2 separate regions of the Mus musculus genome follow, and region 1 is linked to region 2. The links are chromatin contacts, called in public promoter capture Hi-C maps. All regions are on one chromosome and are shown on one strand. The core of a region is the stretch at or near the end of the contact, and the rest is flanking DNA. Distances in the headings are between cores, read along the strand shown. Region 1 holds the start of Mtarc1 (mitochondrial amidoxime reducing component 1). Region 2 holds the start of Fam177b (protein FAM177B).

What was found. Promoter capture Hi-C pulls out the DNA fragments that hold promoters and counts their contacts.
Region 1: a promoter capture Hi-C map of liver shows a contact between it and region 2, with 6 times the contacts expected there. The contact joins the promoter of Mtarc1 here to the promoter of Fam177b in region 2. A contact is called at or near these places in 1 of 39 promoter capture datasets (liver) and 1 of 9 other capture datasets (pancreatic islet).

What each region holds. Positions count from the first base shown.
Region 1 is chr1:184,809,128-184,815,657 of GRCm38.p6, reverse strand. Mtarc1 (mitochondrial amidoxime reducing component 1) reads left to right here and starts at 4,358. Exons shown (of 7, transcript NM_001290273.1): 1 at 4,358-4,812. The coding sequence starts at 4,529. Mtarc2 (mitochondrial amidoxime reducing component 2) reads left to right here. Exons shown (of 8, transcript NM_133684.4): 8 at 1,775-2,592.
Region 2 is chr1:183,273,804-183,279,607 of GRCm38.p6, reverse strand. It overlaps Fam177b (protein FAM177B), which reads left to right and starts at 3,876. Exons shown (of 6, transcript XM_030244966.1): 1 at 3,876-3,881. The coding sequence starts at 3,876. Brox (BRO1 domain and CAAX motif containing) reads left to right here. Exons shown (of 14, transcript NM_027861.4): 13 at 1-138; 14 at 1,170-3,256. The coding sequence ends at 1,256.

The DNA of each region.
Region 1 (6,530 bases), core at 3,109-5,608, 1.5 Mb before region 2:
CTGTGCTCACTCCTGCTGTGTTCACTAGCATCCTGCTGTGCTCACTCCTGCTGTGCTCACCAGCATCCTGCTGTACTCACTCCTGCTGTGCTCACTCCTGCTGTGCTCACTCCTGCTGTGCTCACCAGCATCCTGCTGTACTCACTCCTGCTGTGCTCACTCCTGCTGTGCTCACTCCTGCTGTGCTCACTCCTGCTGTACTCACTCCTGCTGTGTTCACTCCTGCTGTGCTCACTCCTGCTGTGTTCACTAGCATCCTGCTGTGCTCACTCCTGCTGTGCTCACCAGCATCCTGCTGTACTCACTCCTGCTGTGCTCACTCCTGCTGTGCTCACTCCTGCTGTGCTCACCAGCATCCTGCTGTACTCACTCCTGCTGTGCTCACTCCTGCTGTGCTCACTCCTGCTGTGCTCACTCCTGCTGTACTCACTCCTGCTGTGCTCACTCCTGCTGTGCTCACTCTTGCTGTGTTCACCAGCATCCTGCTGTGCTCACTCCTGCTGTACTAACTCCTGCTGTGTTCACTAGCATCCTGCTGTGCTCACTCCTGCTGTGCTCACCAGCATCCTGCTGTGCTCACTCCTGCTGTGCTCACCAGCATCCTGCTGTGCTCACTCCTGCTGTGCTCACCAGCATCCTGCTGTGCTCACTCTTGCTGTGCTCACCAGCATCCTGCTGTGCTCACTCTTGCTGTGCTCACCAGCATCCTGCTATGCTCACTCCTGCTGTGCTCACTCTTGCTGTACTCACCAGCATCCTGCTGTGCTCACTCCTGCTGTGCTCACTCTTGCTGTACTCACCAGCATCCTGCTGTGCTCACTCCTGCTGTGCTCACCAGCATCCTGCTGTGCTCACTCCTGCTGTGCTCACCAGCATCCTGCTGTGCTCACTCTTGCTGTGCTCACCAGCATCCTGCTGTGCTCACTCCTGCTGTGCTCACCAGCATCCTGCTGTGCTCACCAGCATCCTGCTGTGCTCACTCTTGCTGTGCTCACCAGCATCCTGCTGTGCTCACTCCTGCTGTGCTCACCAGCATCCTGCTGTGCTCACTCCTGCTGTGCTCACCAGCATCCTGCTGTGCTCACTCCTGCTGTGCTCACCAGCATCCTGCTGTGCTCACTCCTGCTGTGCTCACCAGCATCCTGCTGTGCTCACTCCTGCTGTGCTCACTCCTGCTGTGCTCACCAGCATCCTGCTGTGCTCACTCCTGCTGTGCTCACCAGCATCCTGCTGTGCTCACTCTTGCTGTGCTCACCAGCATCCTGCTGTGCTCACTCTTGTTGTGCTCACCAGCATCCTGCTGTACTCACCAGCATCCTGCTGTGCTCACTCTTGCTGTACTCACCAGCATCCTGCTGTACTCACCAGCATCCTGCTGTACTCACCAGCATCCTGCTGTGCTCACTCCTGCTGTGCTCACTCCTGCTGTGCTCACCAGCATCCTGCTGTGCTCACCAGCATCCCGCTGTGCTCACCAAGGTGTGAGGAAATAACCTCTCAGGGGTCACATTACTTCTCATACCTCTACATGTGAGCCTTTGTGGGCACAAAGTGTAGTGTGGTCAACAGCCAACAGTATCGAGTAAGACGTCTCCTTAGGGCTCTGATAGGAGTCGATTTTTCACAAGCGACCATTTCTGTGGTGGGAACTTTGGCAGCTAATCATTTACGTTCCTCAAATTTTAACTTCAATCAGTGACTATTTTGCTCAAGTTTGAATTATTTATGACTGAAGGTCTGAGTAGCAAAGTAATAGAGAATCTTATTTGTTCAGCTTCCAGGTCCGAGGAGACATATCTGCGAGTCCTCATGGCCATCTTCCTGGAACCGGATCTCTATTTTTCTTTCGGAGCTGTGTACGCCTTGACTTAATTCAAGAAAAGTGCCAGAGGTGGTTTAGGAATGTGAGGCTGTATAAATTTTAGATAATGAGGTTTTTAGAAAAATAAATGGAATTTGTCTGCAATTATTCTGAATGCTACACCCGCTATTACGTTTTTCTCATTCCTGCCTCTACGATTGCTGAAGTTTAAAGACACAGCTCGAAAGCTGCCACTTTTAAAAAATGTTTATACTTTTCAGTAGGTCTGTCGCTTGAGAAAGGTAAGAAAAGGAGCCCTCTTGCCCTGAATGTGCAGGGAATGTGCACATATCTGATGTGCTCGCATGCTCACGAAAGCCTGTTGGCCGGTCTTGGCCTGGCTGTTGAGCCCTGCTGAGTTTGGTTTCATTATTGTTTACCTTGCTGTTATAGAAGTATGCTTACATACAGAAATGACTTCAGAGGTCATGGGGTTATTTTGTTCATAGACTGTGGCTTTACATTTCATTCTGTTCCTATCAAGACAGGTAGAACTTATCTATAATTGTGAATTCTTCCAATTCTACAAGAGAGTGGACCTTAAAGGAATGGAATCTTCCTTCGGAAGAAGGAACAAGGAGAAACCATGAACTCAGTCTTAAAGGCTCACGGTAGCACAGGATGATGCACTAGCTTGCAGTAACAGTACAAACACTAAGTTAACATGGAGCCGAGTTAGCTCTCTTACAGCTGTGTGGTTCCATTGTCATTAATAAGTGCGAGTCTCTCCTACTTCCTCTGTGACTTTTGCTTCTTACTCATTTTACAAGATCACCACGTGTCTTCCCTGGGTTCTAAGCCTTAATTGGTCACTGGTGTGTACAGGGCACTTCTCAACCTGTGGGTCACGATCCTTCCACAGGGGCCACATATCAGATATCCTGCCTATCAGGTATTTACGATACGATTCCTAACAGTAGCACTATTACAGGTATGAAGTAGCAGTGAAAAGAATTTTATGGTTGGGGGTCGCCACCACATGAGGAGCCGTATTAGGAAGGTTGAGAACGGCTGGTCTAAGGCATATAGCTGATGATGTCAAAAGACATATCATCCATGGGGGACAGCTGTTGCTCCTTCCGTCTTCTCCTTCGCTGGGTCCTGGGCCCTTGGCTTCCAGCAGGCTGTGAGGTAAATGTGGGATATGAAGCTGTATCCTGAGTCAATTTTACCTGACAAGCCAAGGGAAGGAAGCAGATGGTCAGGAAGGGGCCAGCCCTCAGGAGACTTCCTTCCTCCCCAGCTAGGCTACACCTCATCATTTACTTCAGCCTCCCCAGATAGCGCCACCAGCCGGGGGGACATGCAAGCTAGAGGGTGACATTTCATGCCCAAACCCAGGGAAGTGAGTCGCCCAGCTAGCTGAGGCCAGTGTGTGCTAGCGTTCTGCTTGCTTCTCCCACTCTCCACACAGTGGCCTCTCTACAGGGCACCTCTACAGGGCGTCCAACTCAGCCGGCAGCACATTGCCTGGCCTCGGCTGGCCTCCATGATACCTCATTCTTGCATTTCCACGTGAACATCGAGTTTTGGGGACTGCCCCCTCTGCTTTAGGATGCTGCCCATCAGCAGAACTATTCTGGTCAAAGTGTGATCCTACCCATCAGACCCTCCCGTGTTTCAGGCGGTCTGAGGCTTTGTCAGAACTCTGTGGAATCTCCCTCTGGGAGGCAGGCTCTCCCTCCGATTGATTGATGGCTCCCAGCCATCTCCTTCTCTCACCTTGAGACTTGGGATGGGGTGAAGTCGGGGGAGTCCCAGTTTCTTGGTCCACTGTTTCAAGAGTCTGTTGGCTAGAGGGAAGGGCACAAGCTTCTCTTCAGAGAAATCTTTATTCCTGCAGCCAGGTTCATCCCCGCACTGCCCCTTGGCTGTAAAATCCCCAGCCCTTGTTTCAGTACAAAGTCCAGTCTCTCTGCCTTAACTTAGTAGAGAAAATGCTCTGGTTAGAACAGTCTTGAATAAATATGACATTTTAGCAGCTTGACACACCAAACAGGTGCCTAAGGCGCCCAAGGTACCTTGATGGTCTTGTCTTTGTTGTTCAAGATGCGGTAGCCTTCGGAAGAGATACCTGGCAGTGCAAGTCCACATTAGGACGCAGGGAAAAGAGGGGCGTGTGGGTGGGGGGTGCGGGGGGCGGGTGTCTACGAATAGCTGCAGCCCAGGATTGGCCCTGTAGATCCTCAAGGCTGGTCAGATCTTTTCCCTTCATATCCCAGCTGGTTGGAAGCACCCTGGCTGCTGCCAAACTGCTCCCCACAGACCCCAGAGGGGCGGCTGCCCGCAGCCTGGTTTCTAATTTCAAAATCACGCCACGTTCTGCAAACGTTGTGTGTTTTAGGTCAAATAAACAACTCTGCAAACATGTAAATAAGCTGCTCTGCACTGATTGATCCTGGGAGAGGGTCAGCGAGGGAGGGAAGGGGAGGGAGGGAGGGAGGGACCGAAGGGGGGGAAGGCAGCGGAAAGTAGGGGCAGGCGGTGAGATTCCACAGCTGAGCCACCACCTCCCGCCCAGGCCGAATGAAGATGCACAATTTGGATTGGAGGGGAAGGGTCAGGAGCTGCTGACCTTTGGGCTCAGGCCCAGGCCGCTGGCCACAGTAGCTCTTGGTCCAGTCGGCGCCGGAGGTGTATCAAGCGCTCATCCCGCCCTCTCCAGTCATGGGTGCGGGGTCCTGGGCGCTGACCCTCTTCGGCTTCTCCGCGTTTCGGGTCCCGGGCCAGCCGCGGTCCACCTGGCTCGGCGTCGCCGCGCTGGGACTGGCCGCGGTGGCCCTGGGGACAGTGGCCTGGCGTCGTGCGCGTCCCCGGCGACGCCGGCGGCTACAGCAAGTGGGAACGGTGGCACAGCTCTGGATCTACCCAATCAAGTCCTGCAAGGGGTTGTCGGTGAGCGAGGCAGAGTGCACTGCCATGGGGCTGCGCTATGGCCACCTGCGCGACAGGTACGCTGAGCACCGAGCATCACCACGCTGACCTAGGCTGTGTGGGTGTGGGGAGGTCAGCGGGGTCCGCTCGCCGGTCCCTTCTTACTCAGACTAGAGACCGGAGGCTGGGAAAGGGGTGGTGAGAAACGGAAAAAATGAACTTCACCCTCCGCCAGCCAACTCGGGGGACCTGGAACTCTGAAGTTCCCGGGTTTCACGCTTCCTGGAGTTGGACATCTCTCTATCCATCCTCTCGTGGCTATTTCAAATCTTGTGGTGTTAGACGAGGCATTTCTCACGCCGGCCAATCCGCAAGAAGAAACTTCAATCTCCCTCCACCCAGGGACCCTGAAGGGACTGGTCCTTGGTTACTTTACTCTCAGTGATAGTCTTAAATTTAGAAAAACTAAGACAATAGATCCTGGATCCTAGGCACGGCTCATCCCTGTTAGTGCAGTAGTTGAGCATGCATGACAGCTTAAGAAAATAAGCTGTGAGTGTTATTTCCCCAAGGCTCTTGTCAGATAAAGGTTCTGCACTGGGTGGGGGGGGGGGCAACCTGGGATTTGTAAACAGCGACTAAGAGTCCAGCTGAGGAGTGACCCCTGTCGCCGGGACTTCAGCGAAGGTTCAGCAGCTCTGCTCTCTTCAGGTCTGGTCTCCCACCAGCTCTGGGCATCACTGGAAGGCTGCGTATCAGGATCCTCAGGCCTCTCCTTCAGCAGAGGACACAGGCTAACAGAGGCTGCGACCTCCCCGTCTCAGCTCTCTAAAGCTAACACAAGCCATTCGCCTCAGATCAGGCCGGTCCAGTGGACATGCTGACCGACTGGTTCAGGAAGAAGAAATGGAGATTTTTGCTCCAAAGCCCTTCTTGTCTCATAGCTGATTTACGGGTGGCTTTTACATAAGGTTGATGGGCAGTTACAGATGAGTGGGTTCCTCGGTTCAGTGTGGACCTTGTAATGTGAGACTGCTCTCCGCCCGCCCCAACCCCCCCCCTCTCCCCATCACCTGTGTTTTGCAATTCTTCATATCTCAAGAACCAAAGATCATTAGAGGCTGACTCTCCTTCACTAGAAAATACACCAATGGTCCTTTCACTGAGACACAGCAGTTCTGGACAAAGTTCAAAGGTCAGCTGCTCACCTCTGCTCCAGGCAGTCAGGAACCCTAACTATTCCCTGTTTTGAGCAGTGGGATCCCACATACACTAGCTTCTTGTCTATAGATCGATTCTGTCAGCCTCAGAGGCAAAGGGCATTGCCATTTTATTACCGTATTGATTCAGAAAACATGTTCTGAATTGCACCACAGCTGTGGTGTCAAATTCTTCACTTTCGTCACAAGCTCTCAGGGAACATAAGCAATAAACAAATAAATAACAACAAATGCAAACAGCCAAACATACAATGAGGGGGACAGTGACAAGTGACAGAGAAGAGAGAGGAAGGGTCCGGGAGGCTGCCTAGGGGGTACTCAGGGAAAAATTAGAAGAAAAAAAAAGTCAATTGCTTGCACTGAAAACTAGAAAACAGCCAGGCCCTTTCCAGGCAAGTAAATTAGAAAACCATTCTAGATAGATGGGAAAAGACACCAGGCTTAAACATGTTCTAACGTGTTTACCAGGAGGAGTTGAAAACAGGGGACGGGGAACACTGAAACTTGACTGTGCACAGCGGCGAGTAAGAAGGGGAGATGACCCAAGTGTCCATCAGGGGGTGAGGAAATTAAAT
Region 2 (5,804 bases), core at 2,627-5,126:
GAAGCCCCACAACTGGAACTCAAAGCAAATTATGGGCTGGTAGAGCCTGTGCCTTTTGAATTCCCTCCTATGAGTGCTCACTGGACACCGGAAGCGTTGGCTGCGTTTGATCTCACCAAGAGACCCAAGGATGACAGTGTATGAGAATGGGTTTTTCCTTACATAGAATATAGAGGAGAAGAAGATGGAGCTGGTGTTGTGTCTCTGTCTCCGTCCTCAGTGAGCTCACTGTGGGGCTTAGCCTGCTCTCAGAAGTAGCCCTCTGCCTTCAGTCCTCTGGTTTTCTGTGTTTTCACTCGCAGTGTTTCAACAGTGTTTTGTTTTCAAGACTTGTCAGTCAGTGTTCTCTCTAAGAAGAGCGTGGGAAAGGCCCTGGTGTTGATGTTGATATAGCAATGCTCCTTCTGACATTGGGCACTTGAAGATTGGATTTCACTTCAGCTTAAGTCACCCTGGAGTAAAGTAGAGCACTTTCCCATTTACTTAGACCTGAGCTCCCGCGGTGCTCTCAGTGTGTGGTAGCTCACATGGGAAGGGTTAGGTTTCGTTACCAAAGGACTAGAGATCTGTGATAGAAAGGGTGGGGGTTGCTTTACAGCCCTAGTATACCTTGAAATTGTATATGTTAGGCATTCTCCTCCCATACAACTACTCCTTAAAGTAGCCATCTTTGTTCCCTGTGAAGCTTCTAAAATAGTATCTTTTTTTAAAGATTTATTTATTTATTTATTTATTTATTTATTTGATATGTATGAGTACACTGTAGATGTTTACAGACACACCAGAAGAGGACATCGAATCCCATTACAGATGGTTTTGAGTCACCATGTGGTTGCTGGGAATTGAACTCAGGACCTCTGGAAGAGCAGTCAGTGCACTTAGCTACTGAGCCATCTCTCCAGCCCACAATAGTCCCTTTAAAGACAGCTTGTGTTGCCATACATTGTCTCCACACGCTAGGGCCCATTACTGAGTTGTTCCTTCCTGGAAGGATTACCTGCTGGACGAGGGAAGGACCTACAGTCCACGTTCCCACCTGCTGGGATGCAGCTTCTGGGTCCTGGGATGGGTGGCAGCCTCAGTGCGGCCTTGACCGTCTGAAGTCGGGCAGGCCTTTGTGGGGTTTCTCTACTTCACCTGCATATTTACCTTGTTTTCTTTCTCCTTAGGTCAAACCCAAACCGGAAGAGGACGTGAAACCTGTAAAGGAACCAGATATCAGACCTCAGAAGGACACTGGGTGCTCGGTCTCATAAGAATGTCTGTCACTCACTGCAATCTCTGCTGGTCCACAAGAGAAACTGTGGGGCTTCAGTTCGCCGTTTCTGATTTCTCTGAAGCCCACAGGATAATTGTTAGCTTCAGAGCAACTTGGCCTTTCATTTATTTATTCTTGATTTTTAACATAGAGGCATTTCATGATTTTGCTTCTGGGCTCTGCTTTTTTAATCAGGACAACATTTGGAAGGGTTGTTTTTTATGCCTCTAATGAGTATATGTGGGGGATTGGACCTTTTCTGAACTCTAGATAGTAAGTTTCATGTTCATGTTTTTCTACTTTCACAGAAATGTTTGTTCTTCTTGTTTGATACCAGAAGGATGTTTTGAAAAGAGATGGGTTCACCTTTCATCACCACATTGTCAGATCCGAGTCTAGCTTAGTCTAGGTGGGGAAACAGAATCGCAGTTAAAATCAGAAAACCTCAGACCAAGCTCTTTCCCTGTACTAGGAAATCGTGTCTTCAGGAATATGGAAGTTACGTGAAATTCAGCAGTCTGGGTCTGTGCCCCTCGGCCTGGCTCAGCAGCGGAGGGCCGTGCTCTCTCCACCCGCACTACCCACACAGTGGTGGTTTTCTTACAAGTACCTTTTCTAATGAACTTTTTACTTAAGGGGTAAAGCTTTGTACTAGCATTTAGTGCTTCTGTGTAGAGAGAGGAAGAGAATGGTAGTGTGTTTTGAAGAATTAAAATGTTGCATGTTGTAAAGAAAGCCTTCGTAAACTCAACCAAGATAGGTTGTCCTGACTCACACTGGTAATTCCTTTGTTAGAAGAGTTTTAAGAAAATGCCTTTGTTCCCTGATTTTGGTGGACACTGTGTTTTTAACATGGTTTTCTTCAGTATCCTATAGTAATGGCTTGGCGTTAGGCCATAGTGACAGAGGTTAGGATATAGACACACAAACTATGTGTTTAAAGGATTTGCTTATACCCACACACTGGGAATGATGGGTGTGTGATACTTTACCAAGTAACAGATGTGGGTGTATCCTGCTTGGTTGCTCTCCTGGGGTGTTAACTTCCTTTTCTAGGTGACAGATTGCTTCGCATAATAGGAATAATAATGTATGTGAGAACTTACTGTGTGCCAGACAGTGTATAGGCACATACGTAGACCACTGCATCCCTTTAGCCACCCTGTGAGAAACACATCAATCTGCATAAAGTATTGAAACAGGAATATACATCTCATGATGAAGAATGAAGAGATTATACCTGTCAATCAAGACAGTAGTCAATAAATCATATATCATAGTTTATACTCCTTTGAAAAGCTACATATAATCACTAAGGGTTTTTTAAAAAATAATTTAAAATGTGAGTTACAGCTTGCAGTATCTAATATTTAAGCTGTAGCTTTCAGAATACTTGGAGTAACTACTGAATGGGCATTAAGTTTTATTTTGCTGCCTATAGGAAAACAATACTTTATTACGTTGTCACCCTTCCTACAGAGTCACTTGTTAAATGCCAGTGACTGACAAAACTAACTAGTTACTGACAAAACTAACTAGTACTTGCTGCTGCCTGTTTATACTCTGCCTGTAGGACTTGCTCTGTGTACTAACCCTCATTAACCTAGGTAGGCACGCTGCGGTTTCTGTGGACTCGACTGCCGTTCATGAAATGGAAACACATACTATGTCCGGCGCTTCTGTAAAGGCAGTAAATGCAGGTGTTGAAATCCATCATTGGCCATGTTCACGTGATCGCATGAGCAGTCTTGTTGATTGTAAAGCTAACACCAGAAGCCTCGTATACGCCGGGCGCACCATGAGGTTCCGAAGCAGTAGCAGGGATTGTGGGGACGCTGACTATAAAGCACTGGCAGGCAGGCTGTGCAGAGATGACACTGGACATTGGTGTTGCATGTGTTTCATACCAGGCGAGGACAGCTCCTGTACAGCTACTTCTGTACAGTGTTTATATGATTTATCTTTTTATTTATGAAAATAAAAGCCATTTTACTTACATGTTCGCTGGATTTATGTGGTGATTATCTGCTAGTAGATTTGGTGCAGGAAAAATTCTTATACTTTAAATGACAGTTGGGTCTGTTCTTTGCTTCCTGAGTTAATTTCCTTGACACACTTAGTTTATGCTTGTGTTTGTACTGGGACTTAACCACATCTTCATGTGGAAAGCACAGCTTTAATTAGCTCATCCAGCCCATTGTACCAGTTCAACACCATATTCTGTGAGCTGTGGCTAGCCAGGGCTGGGCACCTCCAGGGTGTCCGACAATGACATGCATTATCTACCATGATGTAAACATTGGGAAATGCCCAGAAACAGGCACATAACTGCACACCGTTACTACTGAAGATAAAGGTGCAAGATCATCCCAGGTGACCCGTGGTCCTGAGGAGTGGCAGTGGGTGGCTTACACGGGATTTGTCCCTGTTGTGCATTCTCACTGACTGCTGTGCACACACAGCTCCAGTTCCTTCTATGAGGTTGTGCTCAGCACAGGTTAGACCCCTACACAGCATCGTGAATTGGGAACAGTGGAGGCTGGAAAGGGTTGGATAGTTCCTGTGTAAATTACCCAATGCTGGTTCTTTGCTGTTGTAACCCAATCCATTTGCAAACATGATGGTAAGTACCAAGAGAGTAGTAACAGACTGTTGGTGAGATGCCTTCCTCCTTCAAGTCAGAAGCCAGCATGAGCTTTCTTGGTATAAATAAACTGAAATGATTATAGATAACAAGAAAAATACTAAGATTGTTTAAAAACAGAAAAAACTTGCAAGTTTGTATTTTGTAATTCATTACATAGTTCCTTCCATACTCACTAAATTTAATCGCATGATTCATTAAGTGAATGCTGAGTTCCAGCCATACATCAGGACACGAATGTCACTGGGCAGAAGATGACAGCAGCAAACTAGGAAAAACATCACCTGCTGTGGTTTGAATGAGAATGCCCCCATAGGTTCACTTATGTGATATTTGGTCCCCAGCTGGTGAAACTTTGGGATTAAGGGGTATGGCCTTGTTAGAGGCGGTGTTTCATTGGATACAAGCTTCAGACTTCAAACTGAATCAAGATGTGAGCTCTCAGCTCCTGCCCCAGCGTTCTACCATGTGTTTGCTATGATGTAGATTAACCACCAGGAAGCCTAATTCATATGTTTTCTATAAGTTGCCTTTGGCTGTGATGTTTTGTCACATCAATAGAAAAATAAGCCAGAAGTTAGGACTCTAGAGTGGGCTACTGCTCACACAAACCTAGCCATGTTTGTTGTTTGTTTTGAAGAATGTGGAAGACTTATTTTGAACTATAAAATCAGTTGGACACTGAGCAAAGGTTAGGAGCTCAGAGGACAGTAGTTCTGGGGATAATGGGGACTGGAGGTCTAACTCAGGTTTTAGAGAAGAATATTAGCAATTGGGATAGAAAGCGTTCTCGTGAGATTTTGGCAAAGCATGTGGTTGCTCTCTGCCCTTGTCCTAAGGACATGCCTGAGACTAAACTGAAAGGTTAGATCAAGATTTGGTGGAGGAGAGTCTTCACTGTGACCTGATATTTACTCTGCTGGGTGTGTGATTACTAGAGTTTACTCTTGATGCAGATTTGTGAAAAGCAAGGGAGCAGAAAGAAAGAAAAATATACAGTTTAAGGAGGACCGGAGTCCTCAGGTCAGTCAGCCTTCCACCCATGTAGCCTGTACCTCCTGGGATGTGCAGCCAGGGCAGGACTGCATGCAGCTGTGGGCAAGGAGCATGGGGGTGGGGCTGGAGTCTCAGGCATGGAGTTCAATGACCATCCTCACTCCCTCCGCAGGAGAACGTCAGTCATGTGAGGGTAAAGTGCAGGTGATCACACTTGCTGTGGTTTCAAGACAACATCCAGGTCATGCCCCAACAAGACTGCCATAACAAAAGCACAAGAGGTCAGACCACAGTCCCAGAAGCCATTGTAAGGTTTGACATTGTAAGGCTTTGACTTGAGTGATCCCCTAGAGAGGTTTATACAGGAGTGACAGGACCAAAGAGTTGAACAACTTTGGCTGCTTGTTGTTGTTGTTGCTGTTTTAAGTCTAGACTATATAGGAAGCCTAAGGAGACCTTTACAAATAATACAGGTGTGTAGACCAGGGTGGGACAGTTGAATGGCAGAAATTCTTAGTGTTCTGGAAATATACAAGATAATTTCTTGATATATCTAATATGAGGTTTGGTTAAAGAATCAAGAATGGCCAATACTATAGGGATAGAATTGTCATATATTGAGATAGCAAGACAAGCAGGGTAGATTGTGTTATGTGGTGTGTGTGTGTATGTATGTGTGTGTTGATTCAGTCTAACCAGGATTGAGACATCCAAGAAAAGATGGCAAGGAGGTGGCTCTGTGAAATATAGCCAAAGCAAAAGCCTGATGTGGAATACATAAACCCCACAGTCATCTGAGTTTAGACAGTATTTAAGCCACAGAGCCAAAGGGGATAATGAAAAGGCAGCTGGAGGGCTGGTGAGATGGCTCAGTGGGTAAGAGCACCCGACTGCTCTTCCAAAGGT